3 separate regions of the Sus scrofa genome follow, and all the other regions are linked to region 3. A link is a contact called in public HiChIP or PLAC-seq and promoter capture Hi-C data. All regions are on one chromosome and are shown on one strand. Each heading gives the region's core, a stretch centred on a gene start, on an enhancer-like site or on the middle of the called end of the contact. The rest is flanking DNA. Distances are from core to core; before and after follow the strand shown. Region 1 holds the start of CAPN2 (calpain 2). Region 2 holds the start of ZBTB41 (zinc finger and BTB domain-containing protein 41). Region 3 holds the start of FBXO28 (F-box only protein 28).

Region 1 (3,883 bases), core at 911-3,410, 180 kb before region 3:
AAGATATTTAGCAGCATTCCTGGCTTCGAACCAACAGAGGCCAGTAGCACTCTATCCCCCAGTCATAACAAAAATCATCTCGACATTGACAAAAGTCCCTCAGGGTAGGGAGGAGAGAAGAGGGCAAATCGCCCCCCCCCCCCCCCCCGCCGCCCCCGCCGTCTCAGTCAAGAACCACTGCTCACAACCGTGCATAGCTTTCCACTGAAACACAAATTCTTCCGAATTAGCGTAGGGATGGAGAGAAGGGAGCCACCGCCCTGCTCAGTGCACACCCAGCTCTGTATATGAGATGAGAATCTCACACTCTCTCCCAGTAAACAGAGTGGGCACAGTGGCCCCTCGCACAGGCATCGTTCTAAATGCTCTACCAGTATGGACTCAAGGTTCCCAGTGAAATGTGAGTTTCAGATAAATAGCTATTGGGGAAGAAGAAATTTTCCTCTTCCATTCTAGAGTCTTCTGACTGGTTTAAGAATTAGGTTGAGAAGTTCCTGTCGTGGCACAGCAGAAATGAATCTGACTAGGAACCATGAGGTTGCGGGTTTGATCCCTGGCCTCGCTCAGTGGGTTAAGGATCCGGCGTTGCTGTGAGCTGTAGTGTAGGTCAGACTCAGCTTGGATCCCATCTTGCTGTGGCTCTGGCATAAGCCAGCAGCTGCAGCTCTGATTCGACCCCTAGCCTGGGAACTTCCATATGCCCCGGTGCAGCCCTGAAAAAAAAAAACAAATTAAGTTGACATGAGACACTTTAACGGAAGAAAATCAGGAATTCCCGGTGTGGTGCAAGAGGATTGGCAAAGTCTCTGGAGTCCTTGGTTGCAGGTTCGCTCCCCAATCCTGCACAGTGGGTTAAAGATCCCAACTTGCTGCAGCTGTGATGTGGGTTGCAACTGTGGCTTGGATGTGATCCCTGGCCTGGGAATGCCACATGCTGCTGGGCAGCCAAAAAAGAAAGGGGGGGGAATCAAATGAAAGTTTAATAACACGTACACCTGGGGAGACCCAATAAAACTGAGGAATTCTCCAAAATGGTTAAAGCCCTCTCTTTAAATACCGTCTTCAGCTAAAGACAAAAGAAGTTGGTCATAGAGGGTTGGGACTTCAAAGGGGAGGAGGGCAATTGACTTGAGGATGGAAAAGCAAATGTTTGGTAACAAATGTCAGCTGGCCTGGTAGAGACAATGGGACACAAGGAGAAATCTGATCTCTAGGCCTTGCTGAGTTTCCCCCACCTCACTCCCTCCACCACCACCACATGGAGCCCTGATTATTTGCAGAGCTCTCTGGTGATGGCTCTGTTCTGGGAACAGCCCCTTTTATCTAAATTCTTGAGGCTCTTACCTGGAATGTACAAGCCTCTTCCTGAGTCTTCTGGGCCTTGATGGTTTCCAACTCATGGCAAAGTGAAATTTGGGGTGGGAAAGTTTGCTCCCCCACATAAGGAATAATTTTTTAATTTAAATATACCCCCATGATATAGCTGGGACATACTTATACCAGAAGATCATTGGTGGTCACTGAAATTCAAATTTAACTGGGAGGGTGTGTTTTTATTTGCCAAATTGGCAAGCCTACCAGCGATCATGGGGTTCACCAAAAACAGTGTGCAGCAGCGTGATTATAACACACGGCTGGTGACTTAGAATCCCTGTTCTGCCTCTGATTAGTTGTGCGACACTGGAGATGTCACTTAACCCCTCTGATGCTCAGTTTTCAAATCCGTAAAATGGGGACTATAGCGGAGGGACTTCTTCCTTCTTCATTAGCTTCTTACAGAGCTAATTTTGTCTCCTGGAGCTCTGTCCCCGATCTTCTGACTCACAGGGTGTTTCCTGGAAAGTCACGACGGCCTAGGGCTGGGGTTTCGCCCAGCCTTCCACCCCAGCAAGCGGGAAGTCAGCTCGGGTTGGGTTCGAGGCCCGACTCTTCCACCGGCGGCCCGAGCGCGCAGCGCAGGCCGGCTGGGCCATTCCGGGCGCCGTCCGCAGATGGCGGCACCGGCCCCGTGGGTCGGCCGGCCGGCCGGCGCCTTGCAGGCCGCGGGCCGACGAGGGCCCGGGCGCGGAGCAGCGCAGGCCGGGAGCGGCCAGGCCACGCCCCGCCGGGCGGAGGGCGCTTCCCGCCCGGGTGAATCACCGCCCGCGGCGGCCGCCGGCACTCCCGCTGCAGCGCGCCGGGTCCTGGCCGCGCCCCTGCCGAGCGCCGCACAGCACAGCAGCCGAGACCCTCGCTCGTTCCCTGGGCGGCAGCGCGGGCGCCGCACCGACCATGGCGGGCATCGCGGCCAAGTTGGCTAAAGACCGGGAGGCGGCCGAGGGACTGGGCTCGCACGAGAGGGCGGTCAAGTACCTCAACCAGGACTATGCGGAGCTGCGGGACCAGTGCCTGGAGGCCGGGGCGCTCTTCCAGGACCCCTCCTTCCCGGCCCTCCCGTCTTCCCTGGGCTTCAAGGAGTTGGGTCCGTACTCCGGCAAGACCCGGGGCATCGAGTGGAAGCGGCCCACGGTAGGGATTGCGCCCGCGGCGGGATGCGGGCGGACGGGGCGCGGGGCCCAGAGGCGCGGCGCCTAGGCCTCTTGGCTGGCCAAACCCAGGGCCCGGGGCGCGGGGAGCCGGCCCCCGCGGCCCGGAGCCCAGCCCGGGACTCTGCAGGCGCGCTGTCGCCCGCGTCCCCTCGGCCACCCAGGCGCCTGCAGGACAGGCCGAGGCGCACGCTGCCCTCAGATCCCACTAGCAGGCCCGCCAGCAAAAACTCACAAAAACTCGGCTGACCTAGGGGGTCCCGCAGGAAACTTCTCAGACTCCAGTGGGGAGGTGGTGGGAGGTGGGGAGGAGAGTCTGCAGAGAAAGCGCGGGGGGTGGGGGGCGGCTGTGCAAGACCTAACCCGGGAAAGTCGGTTACTAACTCGGTTCAAGTCTACTTCAGGGAGGGGGCGAAGCCACGCACGGCCTGGGCCTTTGTGACTGAGGACTGTCTCTTGTCGCGATGGGTAGATTTCTCCAGTCAGAATTTCCTGTTTTCCAAATGGGAGCCCGCGGGACCTCCCCTTAACTTTTACCGCGGTGATGAGCAAAGGACGGGGAAAACACTGCAGCCTGGAGCCAGTTCTGTCCCAGAACCCCCCCCCCCCCGCCCCCGGAATCTCAGGGGCCCCTCCGAGCTCCGTTATCCCTCCCACCCCCATCCGGCCTCTGTCCCCCCTTGCCCTGGCAGGATCAATTTATCCATCCCGTTTCCAGTGGAACCCCTGCTGGTCCCACCAACTATGGGCACCTGGCCAGGCTTCCCCTTCCCAACCTCTAAGAGGCCTCCTGAGAGATCAAGACTCGTGTGATGAAAAGAAGCATCCCTGTCCTGCTTAGGCTCTGAGCCCCCAGTCACCCGCTGTAACCCTAAACCCACTGCCTAGGCAGCAAGTGCAGTAGGAAGTGTTCATGGCCGGAGGGGGGGGGGGGCAGCTGACTTTATTTCTTGCTAATGGGTGTGAGCCATTTAACCCCTCTAGCTCCTTTCTTCATCTAAAAAGAGAAGTGATGCCTGAGGTTTCCTCTCGTCACTCGTTCACCAGGCTCAGCACCTTTTTATTTCTCAAGGGCACCAGCTCTCTCCTGCCTCACCTGTCAGGGATGTTCTTTTCCCACTTTCTGGAGGCTGGCTCACTCATTTTTTGGGGATTGAGTCAGATGTTCCCTCCCCAAAGAGATATCTCCTGACCATTCTTAGCAGTCTCCTTACCATCTAGTTATTCCTTATCACTCAGCCCCGCTAATTCAGAGCATGTTCACAATTTGCAAATATAGTTACATATATATTTGCTTGTCTTTCCTGCTGAACGTCAGGGACCATGTATTATTCACCAATATATCCCCAGTGCGTTCA
Region 2 (3,813 bases), core at 382-2,881, 150 kb after region 3:
TTTCCAGCATTTTTAACCCATGTTTTTTCCCTAATAAAAGGGACCTATGGGTTTTCGCCAAATGATTCTCTAAAGACTTCTTGTAACAAAAATGTCTACTACAGAATTTACACTGATGATTATTTGATAGTCTTCCAGTTAATTCACTGAGTGTTTCTTCCGGTGATGACTTTTCAGTTAGCTCAGACTGAAAAGTGGCAACATTTTCATTATTCAGCAGCTTAACTGCATCTATAATATCCAGAAATTTTGCAGCCTCTAAAACAAGAGGGATTTCATATTTGTACACAAAAAATTCTGATGTGTAAAGAAATTCAAGCAAATGCTGAAAAACTGAGTGTGTTACATGATCCAGGGTGACAACATCAGCGCTTGGATTTTTGCTCAAACACGCATGAAAATAACTACTGCCAACAGCAACAACAACTTTATGGGCACTAAATTCTTTTCCTTCTACTATGATAAGCAAGTCGCAGAAAGACGGCTGCTTCTGCCTATCGTCATTTAAATACTTCAGCAAATTCTTATTGTACTGCAAAGAACTCAAAAGTGTTCTCTGATCCGGAGAGGGAGGAAGTTCCTGATAACAGCGAAGAGTGTCAGGAGCTGGTCTTTCTGTGGAATGAGTACAGGTTATTTGCTCACACTCCGCTGCCACATTTCCATCTGAAGAATCTTTATGATAGCCTAGATGGATCTTCTCAAGATGTGAAGTAACCTTTCTCCTTTTCTTCATTGCAGTACAGCAATTTCAGAACAAGAAACTTCATAAGTGTCTTGAGGGATTTACAAAGGAAAACTAGATTGTCTTAGATAACGGCTTCTGGAGGGGCGTGCCCGAGGGGTGCATGGTCTGCGAAAAGAGTAAGAACCACGTAAAATAACTCCATGGCCAAGCGATCCTACATCATTTGCGGCACTGTCAACAAATCCGTCCTGATAACTCGACGATGATAAAGTCACCGTTGCCACTTCATTCGTGGCTAAGATTTTAGGGCGGAGAACAAGGAGGGCCGAATAGAAAAGACAGCCAACAAAAGAATAATTTTAAAGGCAGCAGAACACACCTTGAAGGCCCGATTCGCGAACACGGCTAGGGGGAAAGAGAGCAAAGGGGGAGGCTCCCCGAGACCGCCGAGGGCGCAGGTGGAGCGGGCAACCTTCGCGATGCAGAGGCGCCGGGACGGTGACAATAAGGCCGTCGCGGCGGCGGAATCCACATCCCCCAGAAACACGCTTCCCCCGGGCAGCAAGGCGTACCTCCTCCCGGACGGCGTGCGTCCAAAGGCCGGAGGCGCCTGGTGGGACGGCCCCGGGAGGGACGCGGAGAGAGCCGGGTCACCCAGGGGGACGGCCGCCGGAGCAGAGCCTCCGCAGGCCCCTCTGGGCGGAGACCGCGCCGGCCGCGGGTGACCTGCCGCCCTGCCCACCCGCTCCCCGAGCGGACACGCCGCTCATCCATTACCGGGAACCGAGGGCTCCCCGCTGGATCCCGGCCGCCGAGCTCCACTCCGGGCGCGCTCGCCCCGGCGCCGACCCACTTCCGGGTTCAGCCCCCCGCCCCGCCCGCCCTTCCCCTCCCAGCCCCGCCGCCGCCGCAGCAGCCACCGAACACGTCAACCGCGCGCGCAGCCTCGCGGCCGCCAGGACAACACCGAACGGCCCTGCGCCGGCCAATGCGCATGTGCGCGCGCCCCTCCTCGCGCATGCTCTGTGGGTCCCCGGCCCCCCCGTGCCCCGGGGCGACCCCGGCAGCGCTGGGAGGCTATTAGTCCGGGTTTTCGCGGTGGTCGGGGTGGTGCGGGAAGTGGTGTGGGGGCTGGGGTCGGGGGACTGGGGCGGGGTTTGGTAAGAAGCGGCAGAAGCACCCCCAACCCTTAGCGGAGCGCGTCCTCACCGCGTTGGCCTTTGGCGAGCGGGCAGCCCTCCGCAGCAGATGGAGCCCGGCCCCGCAGACTCTGCTTGGCGTCCGAAGAACCCAGCTCGACCTCCCTTTTCCGCTTTAAACAGCCAACGCAATTGCTCCAGAAATGATTTAACGTCTTACTGTCCACAGAAAACATTGAAAAATGTACACATAAGTATGAAGGTGTCAGGAGAGAAAGTCAAAACAAACAAAAAACCCCACCCGGATAAGTTTTGGAGCCAGTTCCCAAGATTGTGCGTTTCTGACACAGCCCCAGGTGATGGTGATCTTGCTTTTCTGCGCACTACATATTCAGCAGCGAGGTGCCAGTCGTGTGGTTTTACAGACACGAGGAAAATAAGACAGAGGCTGAAACCTAATAGGGTGGGTGACCAGACTGGTGGACCCATTCCCGGTTCCCCTGTGGATAGACCTGTTAGAAAAAAGTGTTTCTGGAGTTCCCTACATGGCTCAGCGGAAAGGAATCTGACTAGCATCCATGAGAACGCGGGTTCCATCCTCGTGGCCTTGCTCAGTGGGTTCAGGATCTGACGTTGCTGTGGGCTGTGGTGTAGGTCGCAGCTGCAGCTCGCCTGGGAACCTCTATGTGCAGCAGGTGTGGCCCTAAAAAGACAAAACTGACACTTGTTGAAGAAGGTAAGACAAGCTTTATTCAGGGGTTTCTCCTACAGTGGGGTTTTGTATTAGGGGAGAGAGATTGGGTTTAATTCCAGACAAAGGAAAGTGGGGATTTATCACCCAGGGGCAGGGACTCAGGGGGTGGCTGGTGATGTTCGGTGGATGGAAAATGGCTAACAGAAAACAAAGAGTTGTAAGAGGGGGATTCTGGCTAAATTTACCTAACAGGGTTCCTGCTGAAGGCAGGTGGGAGGGGATGAGGAGCCAGATGTCAGCTATGGTGGAGGGGAAGTCTGGCTAAACTGACTTATCAGGATTCTTGCTAAAGTTGAGGAATGCAGAGACAAACACAGAAGCGCAAAAGTCAGAGCCTAATTGAGAAGGAAATTTGGAGGCATCTGATTCAAGTTTGGTCGAGGAGGAGTTCCCCTGTGGTCAACTGGGGTTAAGGATCCTGTGTTGTCAGGGAAGTGGCTTGGGTCGCTGCTGTGGTGCTTATTCAGTCCCTGGTCCTGGAACTTCCATATTCCATGGATGGCAATAAATAAGTAAGTAAATAAATAAATAAGTTTGGTGGAGCAAAGAATCCTTTAGACTTCATCCAATCCGTTGAACATCTTAAGAGCAAAGACGGAGCTTTCCCAAGGAAGCAATTCTCCCCAAGAATTCAGCATGAAAACTCTGCCTGAGATTCCAGCCTGCTGCCCTGCAGTATTTGGACTCAGGATTGGGACATAACTCTTATCAGAGTTTCCAGCCTGCTGGCCTACTCTATGGATTTCAGACTTAGCAAACCCCAGAATCAATCATGTGAGCCCGTACCTTAAAATATCTATCCTCTGTCTGTCTTACTGGTTCTGTCTCTCTGGGGAACCCAGAGTGATGCATCAGCAATGAACAAAAGGAAAATAAAATTCAAAAAGTAATGCCTTTATGTTTTCCTCAAATCATGTGGCAACAATATCCATGTCCCTAAGATATCAAAAGTTTTTGTCAGAGGAAGCAGCAGTGGGGTGGAGGCCCACGAGGAAAGAGGAGAGGCTGAAAGCCAGGGCAGAAAGGAAATCTGCATGCTTCGAAATCTCTTTCCTGTGTCTTCCTTTTGCCTATCTGTCATGGTCTTAATTCAGCATTCTTTAAGAGGCTCTTTCACAAGTTGATTTCTGAAAATGAAAATGTTTTTCTTCATTTGGTCATTGACTATCCATTGAGCAAGTACTCTGTACGAGGCATGTAATGGTTTAAATAAACTTAATCATAAAACACAT
Region 3 (3,584 bases), core at 1,039-3,538:
AACTATAGCTCCATAAAACTGGAAGAAAAAAAAAAGTACAAACTCTCAGATGCATTTCATTGGATTCACCAATTGTTAACATGTATCGCATTTGTTTTATTAATCTCATTCTCTATCTTCATACATGTTGAACCATTTAAGAGCAAATTGAGACATAATGCCCCCTTACCCCTAAATACCTCAATGTGTATTTTCTAAGAAGGACATTCGCTAAAATTATCCAAATCAGGGGGAGTTCCCATTGTGGCTCAGTGGTAACGAATCCAGCTAGTATCCATGAGGATTCGGGTTCGATCCCTGGTCTCGCTCAGTGGGTTAGGGATCGGGCGTTGCCGTGGGCTGCAGTATGGGTTGCAGATGCAGCTCAGATCTGGCGATGCAGTGGCTGTGGTATAGGGCAGCAGCTACAGCTCTGATTCAGCCCCTGGCCTGGGAACATCCATATGCTTCCGGTGCGCCCTTAAAAAAGCAATCCATCCATCAATCAACAAAATTATCCAAATCAGGAAATGATATGATTATAATATTGTTTAACATACAGTCCATATTCAGATTATGCCAATTGTCACAGTAATGTTCTTAATCCATAATCCAATCCAGGATCTCCCAAGGGTTTAGTTGTCTTGTCACTTTAGTCTCTTTTAATGCAGCACAAATCCTGAGTCTTTGTCTTTCATGACGTTAATACTTTTTAAGATTCTAGGGTAGATATTTAGATTTGTCCACCTTGAATACAAGTGAACGCTTTTTTTTTTTTCCTTTTTTCTAATCCCCTCCCCCTACTCCCACACTCGCATCACGTGCAAGCTCCCCGGTCAGGGATCAAACCCAAGTCACAGCTGTAATTAGAGCCACAGCAGTGACTCTGCCGGATTCTTAATCTGCTGAGCCAGAGGCAACTCCAGGTTATGCATTGTTTGGTAGGAAAACCACATTATGTTACGTCCTTTTCAAGATACCATGTCAGTAGGTATATTATGTCCTTTTCTCCCATAATCTGTGATGTTAATTTTGATCATTTGATCATGGTGGTGTCTACCAAATTTCTCTATTGTAAACACCTTTTTTTATTTTGTAATTGATAGGAAATTCATGGGGATTATTCTGAGACTATGTAAATATTATATTCCACACCACACCATTACTTTCCATTGTTAGCGTCTTTTGATGATTCTTGCCTAAATCAATTTCTAAAATGAGATATAATTCACATATTATAAAATTCACTTTTTAAAAAAAATTTTGTCTTTTTAGGGCCGCACCTGTGGCATATGTAGGTCCCCAGGCTAGGGGTCGAACTGGAGCTGTTACTGCCAGCCTAGATCACAGCAATGCCAGATCTGAGCCTTGGCTGCGACCTACACCACAGCTCATGGCAACACTGGATCCTTAACCCACTAAGCGAGGCCAGGGATCAAACCTGTGTCCTCATGGATACTAGTCGTCTCCACTGAGCATGATGGAAACTTCTAAAATTCACTATTTTAAAGTGTATAATTCAGTGGTTTTTAGTATCCACAGCGTTGTACACCCATCACTAGGATCTAATTCCAGAACATTTTCATCACCCCAGCACAAAACCCTGGACCCTTTCCTCTGCTCTTTCCAGCCGCTGGAAAACACTAATCCACTTTCTGTCTTTATTGACTGGACTACAGAAACATTTCATATCAATAGATTCCTACAATATGTGGTTCTTCGTGTCTGGCTTGTTCTCTCTTTTTTTTAAATGGCCGCACATGAAGTTCCCAGGCTAGGGGTCAAATTGGAGTTGTAGCTGCCAGTCTACACGACAGCTACAACAACGTGGGATCCCAGCCTTCTCTGCAACCTACACCACAGCTCACAACGATGCTGCATCCTTAACCCACTGAGCGAGGCCAGGGATCGGCGCTGCATCCTCACGAATGCTAGTTGGGTTCATTACTGCTGAGACACCAGGCACTCCTGCGTCTGGCTTCTTTAACATGTTTTCAAGTTTCATTCATGCGGTAGTTTTAATCAATCCCTCATTCTCTTTTGCCTAAATCAATTACTATTATGCTTCTTGAGAAATGATGACTCTCTACCTTGTCCAGTCTACACTTACTAGTTAACATTTGTCTCTCCTTTGTCAGAAAAGCACTTTAAGAAAATTGCACGGTTCCCTAGCCCTCAAGCCGTTCCCAATCTTAGATCTCTCCTTTCCACTTGAACAAGCAGCACCTTCCGTCTCCGCCTGTCACCCGTAGGCTCCGCCCCCTCCTCCAGGTGCCCCGCCCCTGCCGCTCCAGAGGAGGAAGTGACGCACCGGAAGTGTCCCTGTTCCCCCTTGCAGTGGGGGAAGGACTCAAACCCCAAAGATGGCGGCGGCGTCGGAGGAGCGGATGGCTGAGGAAGGAGGCGGCGGCCACGGCGACGGCGGCTCCTCTTCGGCTATCGGCTGCACCCAGCGACTGCCCCCACCGCCCCCGCCCCAGCTCCCGCAACCGGGATCCCAGGTGCCCCAGCCCCGGCGCTGGCTCCGGACCAGCTGCCTCAAAACAACACGCTGGTGGCGCTGCCCATCGTAGCCATCGAGAACATCCTCAGCTTCATGTCCTACGACGAAATTAGCCAGCTCCGCCTGGTGAGGCCCCCGCGGGACCCCAGCCGCCCTCTCCGCCGGGCCGAGGTCTGGGAGGGCTCCAGAGGAAAGAGCGTTCCCGGGGAGGGAGCCCCCAGCGAGCTGCGGCGGGCGCCAGGGTCCCGAGCGTGCCCCTCCTGCCTGCCCCCCAGTCTCTCGGGCCAGTTCGCGAGGCCCGCCCGGATTGCGCCCTGGCTTCGGGCCGGGGGCGACTGCCGGCGTGATCTTGGCCGTGGAGGGCTCGGTGCCCCCCACCCGGAAGCGGGGCCGCGGGCGGGGAGGTAGCGAGAGCTGGGCTTCCCACCTCCGCCAGGCCTGAGCGGGGACACCGGAGGGGGTCTCGCCACCTGCCTTTTGTGTGTCACCTTCCAGCCTCGGGCAGGCGCTGGGAGCCAGAACTCCGAAGTAGGCCAGGTTATCCCAGCCAGGTTTGGCTTGTCTGCGAGAATAACGCATTGTTCCCCAACCACCCAAGTTGCCTTGTTGCAGAAAATAAAGTCGGTCAGTCCTCCCAAAAGCCGGGAGCGGTTTGGAGGAATTAGAACGCGTCTCCGCAGCCTCAGACCCAGCGCCCTAGTTGACCAATAAAGTAGAGCCTTGAGCAGTTACTATTCCGGCTTTGCCTCGCCCCTGACACTTCGCAGCCAGGGTGAAGCAACTTGCTCCCTGAGACGGCTGTCTTTTTTTCTTGCAGTTCTTTTTCTAACGAGTGCTTCACTCCCACTCGCCAGCTTTAGGAGAGGTTTTAGACCTTAAAATCACAGAGTTCGGTCTATGATTTATGAAAATAATGAATTTGCCTTTGGGATTTTGCTTCACTCCAGAGGTTTGACTGAAGGTTTGATGAATATCTCAGTTCAGTCAGATGTTTTGCTTCCTTTCAGTGAATTTATCTTTAAGTGATAAGGAAATTGAAGGAGGTGGACATTTTGAAATGATTTGCAAACCGATGCCGTGTGGAAGCTAAATCTGTGGTTGA

What was found. Promoter capture Hi-C pulls out the DNA fragments that hold promoters and counts their contacts. HiChIP or PLAC-seq counts read pairs in DNA pulled down with a chosen protein or histone mark.
Region 1: a contact with region 3 is called in an H3K27ac HiChIP or PLAC-seq map of alveolar macrophages. The contact joins the promoter of CAPN2 here to the promoter of FBXO28 in region 3. A contact is called at or near these places in 1 of 47 Hi-C or Micro-C datasets (skeletal muscle) and 2 of 2 datasets of contacts at active chromatin or transcription factors (alveolar macrophages and skeletal muscle).
Region 2: a contact with region 3 is called in a promoter capture Hi-C map of liver, with 2.5 times the contacts expected there. The contact joins the promoter of ZBTB41 here to the promoter of FBXO28 in region 3. A contact is called at or near these places in 1 of 5 promoter capture datasets (liver), 1 of 47 Hi-C or Micro-C datasets (heart right ventricle) and 1 of 2 datasets of contacts at active chromatin or transcription factors (alveolar macrophages).

The regions. Positions count from the first base shown.
Region 1 is chr10:19,756,664-19,760,546 of Sscrofa11.1, forward strand. CAPN2 (calpain 2) reads left to right here and starts at 2,161. Exons shown (of 21, transcript NM_001100188.1): 1 at 2,161-2,508. The coding sequence starts at 2,272.
Region 2 is chr10:20,088,314-20,092,126 of Sscrofa11.1, forward strand. ZBTB41 (zinc finger and BTB domain-containing protein 41) reads right to left here and starts at 1,632. Exons shown (of 11, transcript XM_021064480.1): 1 at 1,466-1,632; 2 at 1-853. The coding sequence starts at 736.
Region 3 is chr10:19,933,929-19,937,512 of Sscrofa11.1, forward strand. FBXO28 (F-box only protein 28) reads left to right here and starts at 2,289. Exons shown (of 6, transcript XM_003130584.6): 1 at 2,289-2,481; 2 at 2,484-2,608. The coding sequence starts at 2,343.